Regions from separate parts of the Sus scrofa genome. Here regions 1 and 3 are each linked to region 2. A link is a contact called in public Hi-C data. All regions are on one chromosome and are shown on one strand. Each heading gives the region's core, a stretch centred on a gene start, on an enhancer-like site or on the middle of the called end of the contact. The rest is flanking DNA. Distances are from core to core; before and after follow the strand shown.

What was found. A called contact is a pair of places that touch in the nucleus more often than the background predicts.
Region 1: a Hi-C map of subcutaneous adipose tissue shows a contact between it and region 2, with 2.2 times the contacts expected there. The contact joins two enhancer-like sites. A contact is called at or near these places in 14 of 47 Hi-C or Micro-C datasets (alveolar macrophages, blood, embryonic fibroblasts and 10 more) and 2 of 2 datasets of contacts at active chromatin or transcription factors (alveolar macrophages and skeletal muscle).
Region 3: a Hi-C map of skeletal muscle shows a contact between it and region 2, with 2.6 times the contacts expected there. The contact joins two enhancer-like sites. A contact is called at or near these places in 2 of 47 Hi-C or Micro-C datasets (embryonic fibroblasts and skeletal muscle) and 1 of 2 datasets of contacts at active chromatin or transcription factors (alveolar macrophages).

What each region holds. Positions count from the first base shown.
Region 1 is chr7:12,333,805-12,336,505 of Sscrofa11.1, forward strand. All of the region lies in intron 6 of ATXN1 (ataxin-1), which reads right to left. Among named protein-coding and RNA genes, the nearest start is that of GMPR, 81 kb to the left of the region's middle. Within about 2 kb of position 1,442, at least 12 of the 83 cell types and tissues checked have an H3K27ac peak or open chromatin away from gene starts, as enhancers often do. A contact at or near this core is called in skeletal muscle and subcutaneous adipose tissue, where this site is marked.
Region 2 is chr7:12,567,583-12,570,282 of Sscrofa11.1, forward strand. The region is part of intron 3 of ATXN1 (ataxin-1); the gene reads right to left. Among named protein-coding and RNA genes, the nearest start is that of ATXN1, 160 kb to the right of the region's middle. Within about 2 kb of position 1,374, at least 12 of the 83 cell types and tissues checked have an H3K27ac peak or open chromatin away from gene starts, as enhancers often do. A contact at or near this core is called in skeletal muscle and subcutaneous adipose tissue, where this site is marked.
Region 3 is chr7:12,387,975-12,390,674 of Sscrofa11.1, forward strand. The region is part of intron 6 of ATXN1 (ataxin-1); the gene reads right to left. Among named protein-coding and RNA genes, the nearest start is that of GMPR, 130 kb to the left of the region's middle. Within about 2 kb of position 1,402, at least 19 of the 83 cell types and tissues checked have an H3K27ac peak or open chromatin away from gene starts, as enhancers often do. A contact at or near this core is called in skeletal muscle, where this site is marked.

The DNA.
Region 1 (2,701 bases), core at 192-2,691, 230 kb before region 2:
TGAAGACCGCAGCCTCGTTCCTCAGTCCATTTTTTTTTTTAATTTTATTTATTTATTTTTGGCTTTTTCTAGGGCTGCTCCCATGGCATATGGGGGTTCCCAGGCTAGGGGTTCAATCGGAGCTGTAGCTGCCGGCCTACACCAAAGCCACAGCAACATGGGATCCGAGCCACGTCTACAACCTACACCACAGCTCACGGCAACGCCGGATCCTTGACCCACTGAGCAAGGCCTGGGATCAAACCCGCAACCTCATGGTTCCTAGTCGGATTCATTAACCACTGAGCCACAACAGGAACTCCCTCAGTCCATTTTTTAAAGTTTTACTCAAGTACACGTGCTTTGCAACAGGGTGATAATTTCTGCTGTACGTCAAAGTGACTCAATCATACGTGAACACACACCCATTCCCTTTCAGATTCTTCTCCCACATAGATGATCACACAACACTGAGGAGAGTTCTCTGTGCTACACGGGAGATCTGCTCGTTGCACTTTTTACGATTTTCATGCGTCTTTCTCACCAGACTGTAAGTTCCTTGCGCTGGATAGAGACCGAGTTTCATAACCCTGTGGGATTCTAGGGCTGCTCTTTTTCTTTGCTGGCTGACACTTCTTATCCTGTGTTGCTCTTCTGTCACCTTTCGAAGCTGGCTACCATAAGGCAAAGTGTTTCCGGATCGCCTTCTCCATTTTTGGATGTGATTATACAGGGTTGGATCAAAAATGGAACTCATGACAGAGGGACATAAAATACTCTATCTCTGAAAGGCATCTGGACTTAGAGATTCCATCGCAAGCACAAATTCTCCTGTGAGATTATGAACCCCAGATACTTCCCGTAGCAGGAAGTCCAAGTACGCCCTGCAAGATGTGGGCTACACCGGAAGGCCTCTAAAAATCCACATCCCATCCTCCAAAACCATGTCCAGATTGTCCGCGCATTCATCCCAAGGAAACGCTGCTGGTTGTCTTTGGATCGACGGGAAGGACCATGTATTTACCAAGCAGCAATTTTATTGAAAGCAGCCTAAATCAAGCAGAGCAAGAACAGGGAGACGAGCTAGAAAGATCAGCCAAGATAAGAGGTCTCTCGGAAAGAAATGTTTGTTTTAATTTTAGGGGTATGACTCACACTCACTGAATGGGTGGCTGAGGTCTGGCCCTCAAGAGACGAATGGTTCATTTTGAAAAGTGGAGCAAGTGGGAAAATCTACGCTCTGCCTCCATTTTTTCTTTCCCCCCCAGAATGAGGCTGCTCGGTGGAGCCCAAGATGCCCCAAGTCTTTCCCAATCACCAGCAACACGGACAATGGGAGGGCACGCTACCTGCAGCTGTTTTCAATCAAAAAGCTGAGTAATTACCGCAGCCTCTCCCGGGGCTCGCAGGCGGCCCAGCATGAAGCTGGTGGAACATTAAGGACGTTGAATGAGCTGCCAGGAATTTGGCTGCCAAATCGCTCCTCCTCGCCCTGGCTCAGCACCATGAACTCAATCAGGTATTCATTCAACAGGAACGCCACGCTCTCTCTAGAAGGATGCTGTCGCCCTCGGAAAGAGGCACACCGTCACATCCACAGCCTCGCATAGGGGACATCCGGAATGGCTGGATGCTCTTTCCTTTAACTTAGGGTCTGGGAGGAAGAGACTCCTCCCTGGAGGCAGGACTTCTGAGATAAGCCATGAACGGAGGTGATAAGCTGGTCAAAGATGGAAGCGAAAATGGGCTTTGCTTATTCTATGCCTGTGGCGATGTCCGGTGCTTTCTTCCACAGCTCTTACTGATGGGCCATCCACAGATGGTTGACCTTGATGTTGCAGAGACTGGGGTGTGGTAAGGAGCCTCCTGGCTTTCGGTGATTGGTGACTCTAGGGAAGATATCCAACTTCCTAAGCTTCGGTTTCCTCTTGAAGAAAACGGAGAGAGTAACAAGCTCTGTTTCATGGGGTTCTTAGAGAATTGCATGGGACAAGGCAGTGCCCAGCCAGCAGGCTGGAGAACCAGAGAAAGATGTCCCTAAGAGTTAACTGCTTCCAGGCATCAAAGGACCTCCCATCAAGGATGCTGAGGGCACAAGCTTGGGATCCCAGCTGCCAGACGTGGAATCCTGGCTCCTTCACCTGCCAGCTGTGCCTCAGTGTACCTGACTCTATGATGGGAATTATATCAGTAACTCGGGTCTTAAGGTTTGTTGGGAGTTCAAGCATGCACCGAACACAGCCCGCGGCCTGGCCCACTGCACAACCTGTACATACTGGCTGCTGAAGCTATGATTCTCTCTTGAGAAGGGCCCTCCTGCCCCCACTGCCTCACCCTGGGTCATATTTTCTTTCTTTTTTATTTCGTGATTTTTATATTTTTCCATGATAGCTGGTTTACCGTGTTCTGTCAATTTTCTCCTCTACAGCAAGGGGACCCAGTCACACATACATTCTTTTTTCTCACATTATCATGCTCCATCATAAGGGACTAGATACAGTTCCTAGTGCTAGACAGCAGGACATATTTTCATCTGTCTTAAAAACACACGCTTTCCTCCCTCGGCTTCTCTCCCGGGGGGTTACTTCCTGCAACCCATGTGCCAGGCAATCGCGGCAAAGATGCTGGGCAGAACCATCTCTAATTAAAAGGTTCCTTGCCTCACCTCCGCAGCTCAGAAAGTTTCCCAAGCCTGTAAAACTTCTTCTAGAAAATAATCCAT
Region 2 (2,700 bases), core at 124-2,623:
ATAAAAAAGCTGGGGGGGAGGAAATTATTACAGGAGGAAGGGAGGAAAGGAGGGAGGGTGGGCGAGAGGAAGGAAGGAAGGAGGGGGAAAAAAGGAAAACCCCCAACAAAATGCCAAAACTAAAAATAAAATGCTTGATATTCATATTAACGTCTCCACTCGCACAAGGCACCCACAGCAAGCTGCTCAGTCCTAGAACGGATGTGACACCAAGAGTGAGAAAAAACAAGCTTGCAGGATCCCGGATGAGAGGTGGAACCCAGAGTTTCCCCAGGAGTCTTCGAGTTTATTCTTCCAGGAACATGGCTAACACCCCTCTTTTTCTGTTCTGACCTTCTAACAGGATGCAGTCCACGAGCCAGCTAGACATGTAAAATCTATTTGTTTCAATAACTCAGAGGAGAAAGAGAACTAGAAGGTTTTTTGCAAGCGGAATCTATTTGGCAAGCGGAATCTGTTTCTATGAGAAAATTCTCCTGCATCTCCGAGCGAGGGGTCTCAAAGCGTCACCCTTCAAGTTCTCAAAATGCACGCCAAGGGGATGGATCTCACCCCCATGCTAAGCTAGCCTTTGTGAGCTAAAGCATAAACGGCAAAGCACATGCCAATATAATATCTATTTTTCTGATCCCAGAGGAAGGTGAAGCAGAGCTGTCCAGACTCCAATCATCAAGTAGGTAAAGTCTGTCACCGGATCCTTCCCCTTTTGTCCCCTAAGGTGCCTGCTCTTAAGCCCCAGGGATTTCTGCTGTGTACGTCTTTGTCGTTTCCGCTCTTACTCTATCAATATTAATACCAGTGAGATACACTGTTTTAATATGAATGCATGGGGTTCATGGCTTTCCCTCCTAAAAAAATATTCGCTTAAACCTTCAACTGTTAAATTGAGGAATCCAAAGCTTTAGATGCCTTTACATTCCAGCATCAGCGGGCAGCCAACCTGCTGAATGGGGAGGCAGGGTAGGGTAACTCCCCTGTTTTTAAAAGCTTATTTTTCTTCATGTTGGGGCCTGCCGTAAAGATAGAAATCCGTTGAAATCGCAGGTTGGGTTCATACTCCACTATGACCACGGGCAAAACCTCTAACTGAGCCTCGGTGATTCATGTCTAGAGCAGGAAGTACGGTCAGAGAGGATAAGGTTATAATAATTACGAGACAATGAATATAAAAGGGCTGGCACACTGCTATCTTAAATATCAGAAAGGACACTGTGGTTCCCAAGGGTAGTGAAATGCAGCCCCAGGTTGAGGAGCCACACCCGCTAAGGGCCGGCATCACTGGGAACTTAAAAGTCACTGGGAACTGGAAGAGCCAGGTTCTCACCAGTTTCTCAAAGCTTGTGTGGCCTCGGGCCATGGAGCCAGGCGCCCCCTACAGGCAGGCTGGGGATAGTCCTTCTCTGGTACTGTTCTTTTCTCAGCATCCCTGCTCCTCTCCTCTCCTTCCCCCTCCCCCTGATCCAGGAAGCCCAGAGATATCACAGGCCACTCCTCACAGTGCCACCTCCCCTTCCCAGCCCCACCCTCCATCCTGCAGCAGGGCAGACCTGACATAGGCACTGGGAAACCCCAAAATTTGTGTGTTTGGCTTTATTGCAATATTCATTCTATTGTGGCAATCTGGGACCAGCCGAACCAGCAGGATCTCCGTGGTCTGCCTGTGATGGATTTTTCACGGGGAAACCTCCAACAGCCTTGACTTCGCACAGCCTTGAGCCCCTGGCAGCCAGAGGCTAATTTAAAACAAATTTCCAGTAAGGAGAGGCACATTTTGAAATGAGCAGATGACCTACTGGAGAGAGAGAGAGAGCCCGGCCCCACCGTAACTAAGGGGAGGAGGGGTTGCAAAGCCCTAGGTTTGGCTCAGGCTCCTTTTGGAGGTCTGGGCAGAATTTGACAAATCAAATATTCACATTTTGGCAAGGTTTGGAGAGGCAGGCGAGAGCAAAACCACAACAGAACGGGAGGCTCCAACCAGAAGCCAGGCAGGCATGGCGTGCCAGGCAGAGTGAAGGGGAAGAAGCAACCGGACTGGGGTAGACAGCAGGGTGGGAAGGGCACCACGGGGTGGGATTCATGGAAGGCAATGAAGGGGACCGCCTGCTAGCAGCACCCCAGGAGATCTCAGAACAGTGGCATGAGGGACGCGGGCTTGGGTCCCCATTGGTCCCTGTGTCTCTGCTAGGATTTTCCAGCTCAGCCTCTGCAGGCACAGTCTCCTCTGGAAGCACCAGGACCTGGTGGGAAGGGCCACGGAAGCCGAATCCACAAACCAGGAGTCCCCGGGTCTGGTTGTCTCCTGGGACAAGACCTCGCAGAGGGGAGATTGGCCAAGGCCCTCTGACCAGGTCTGAACATGGCGAGAAGACAGTGGGGAGCAGTTTCAAGTGCTTCCCGAGAACCCCTCAATAAAAAGAGAAAGAAGAACGGGATCAAGGAAATGGTTCACTGCTATTTACAACAGCCTAGACCTGGAAGCAACCGAGATGTCCATCCACAGAGGACTGGATAAAGACGATGTACATATAGGCAATGGAATATTACGCAGCCACAAAAAGAACAAAATAATGGCATTTGTAGCAACATGGTTGGACCTAGAGCTTATCATACTAAGTGCAGTAAGTCAGAGAAAGGCATCTATCATCTAAAATCACTAATATGTGGAATCTAATAGAAATGATACAAAAGAATTTATTCACA
Region 3 (2,700 bases), core at 152-2,651, 180 kb before region 2:
CTGCTTCACGTGATGGCAGGCCAGAGGGGGGTGTTCTGGGACCTGGGCTCCTGGCTAGAGGGTCAGGCTTCTGCCACTTCCTAAAGAGGGGGAGCTGATAGGCTCTTGAATCTTGAAACTAAGCCACTTTTCTACCACATTTATCACACTGCTCCTTCTTAGGGCCATCCTCTGACCACTTCTTTATCCTCCTGTCCCCCCAAACTCTTTTTTTTTTTCTTAGGGCCGCACCTGCAGCATATGGAAGTTCTGGGCTAGGGGTTGAATTAGAGCTGCAGCTGCCGGCCGACACTACAGCCACAGCCACAGCCACGCGGGATCCGAGCCGCGTCTGCAACCACAGCTCACGACAACACCAGATCCCCGACCCACGAAGCGAGGCCGGGGAGGGAGCCTGCATCCTCACGGATACTAGTTGGATTCTTAACCCGCTGAGACACAACAGGAGCTCATCCCCAAACTCTCTTGGTCCTGAAAGCAGCACAGACACCAGGAACAGCTGGTCTATGCGTGCGAGGGATGCATGTGACACTTGTGGGCTTCTGGTGTAGCTCTTGAAATGAGTGTAAAGAAAATAAAATACTCTCCCTGCTGTGGGCTAAAGGAGTCTTGATTGTAAAAAAAAAAAAAAAAGGCTTAAAATAAATATGACAACATAGTGATACTGGAGGGAGCACTGAATGTCTACTGAGAAAACAAAATATTGAAATTATATACTCTCAAATTTAAAAGAGATGTTCACATTTGTGGGGGTGGGGGGATAATGTGCTGAATTCTGCCTTTTGCTGGTCAGTGTGTCCATCCCTGATACGGATCCAGAGCAACTGACTGTGAATGAGATCAACAGGAGTAGGTGAAAGGGAGGCGGGAGGGTGGGGCGGGGAGGCGCAAATACAACCATCCTTATTATCTTCACTTCTTGGCCAAAAAAGGAGGCCCATTACTCTCGGCTTCCACGTGACCTCTAACAAGCATTCCCTGGAACTCGCTTCTTGGAGAGTTCTTTCAAGCCGCAGTGTTTAAGAGACAGAGGAAAAGAACAAAAGAAGGGGAGGACAGAGTGAAAACTGGCTGGGCTTTCTCATTTTCCAAGAGTAGCTGCTTTGGGTGGCACGTGCCCTCTTGTCCCACCCCGCCCCTCCCAAAGCCCCCAGGGACACAGGGGCATGTGGCTCACACCTGCTCTGGGGTCCGAGAACCTCACCAAGACACACCACACGCGCCGATCCGACAGGCCGGGAGACGTGCTGGATCGGGCTGTTTCAATGCTCTGTGGGTGGGGGGGGGGGCTCACAGGCTCAGCCTCCTACTTGACTTTTAAGTCCAAGCTCACTGGAGCAGACCAGAGCCCGCCTAGTGTGGTCCTCTCCTTGGATTCACAGCCTTGGGTTGCGTTCAAGCGGTGTCACCAGCTCCCACCCCGCACGCGCGCATGCACGCGCACGCGCACACACACACTCCAAGCGGGCTGTTTTCGGACCCACTTCCTGTGAAATGCCAGCCCCAGGAGTATGGCTGCAAGCAAGGGGCTCCTGGTACAGGCTGGAGAGAGGGACGCACTGTATTCTGTGTTCAGAGTAATCACTTCTCCAGTCGCCTGCTTTTAGTCTAGGAAACTTTCTCCCTTCACTTAACAGTATTTATTGAGCATCTAAGCCCATAATCCACTGCACTAAGCTTGGAAGACGTCCTGGTATTTGTCTCATTTCTCTAAAGCAAGCCTTTCGCATTGGGATCTCGCGGAATACCACAGGGGACCTGTACGCAGGAACCCACAGTCCCACCTCGTGCTTTGCTCTGAAGCAAGACGCTGATTGGTGGATGAAGTGCATTTGTACCCGTTTCCCCCGCGCGCCTGTCAGAAGACAAATCTGCTCCAGGTTAATCAGCAGGCACACAAAACTTGCTAGCCAGCTTTTGATTAACGACAGCCTCTGCTCGTAAGGAGCCATCTATTTATAACACAGTAATAAAAGCCAAAAGTCCTGCCCGTATGCTATAAACGATGATACAGGGCAAGTTAGGACCTGCGTGATCTTTCGTATTTTATCCCAAAACACCTTTATTTGAATGTCCCAACCTATCTTTTTTGCATTCTGGTTAATAACCGTTTGACACGGTTTCCCCAACCTCCACTATGACGTCATGCGCCTTGTGGATGGAAATTACCCGAGCTGTAATTCAGAATGCTCTCAGGGAGCTGGGCAAAGAAATCAAACAGACTGGCCATGCAGGAAGCAATAAAACAACCTGTTTGTATAAAGCCCGGGTTTCATAAAATGTGAGCGCCAGACCAGAAACCATCTCAGAGGTGAACTCGTCCAAGCTTTCCTTCTGGCGGTCGCAGCTCCCGGTTCCTGGTTGCCATGGGCGACTGGAGGACCGTCAAGTTCATAACCACAGCTCCTGCCCTCCACTCCTCCCGCAGACCACTGCCAGCACATCCTGTCCCGGGTCTGGGCTAATATTTATGCATCCCATGTGCAAAGTCTGCTAATGTCCTTTACAGAACACGCATGAAATCAGTGCTCAGATGAAGACATTATGTTTATTGGAGATGAAAGAAGGAAGAGGCAGAACATGGGGCAAGGCCCTGGCACTGGGGGCTGGGAAGGGAAACTGGGCTTTGGGACCCTAACCCTGCTCTCGACTTCATGAAGTGACAGTGAATTTCCCTAGCAGGGGAAGGAGCATTTACTA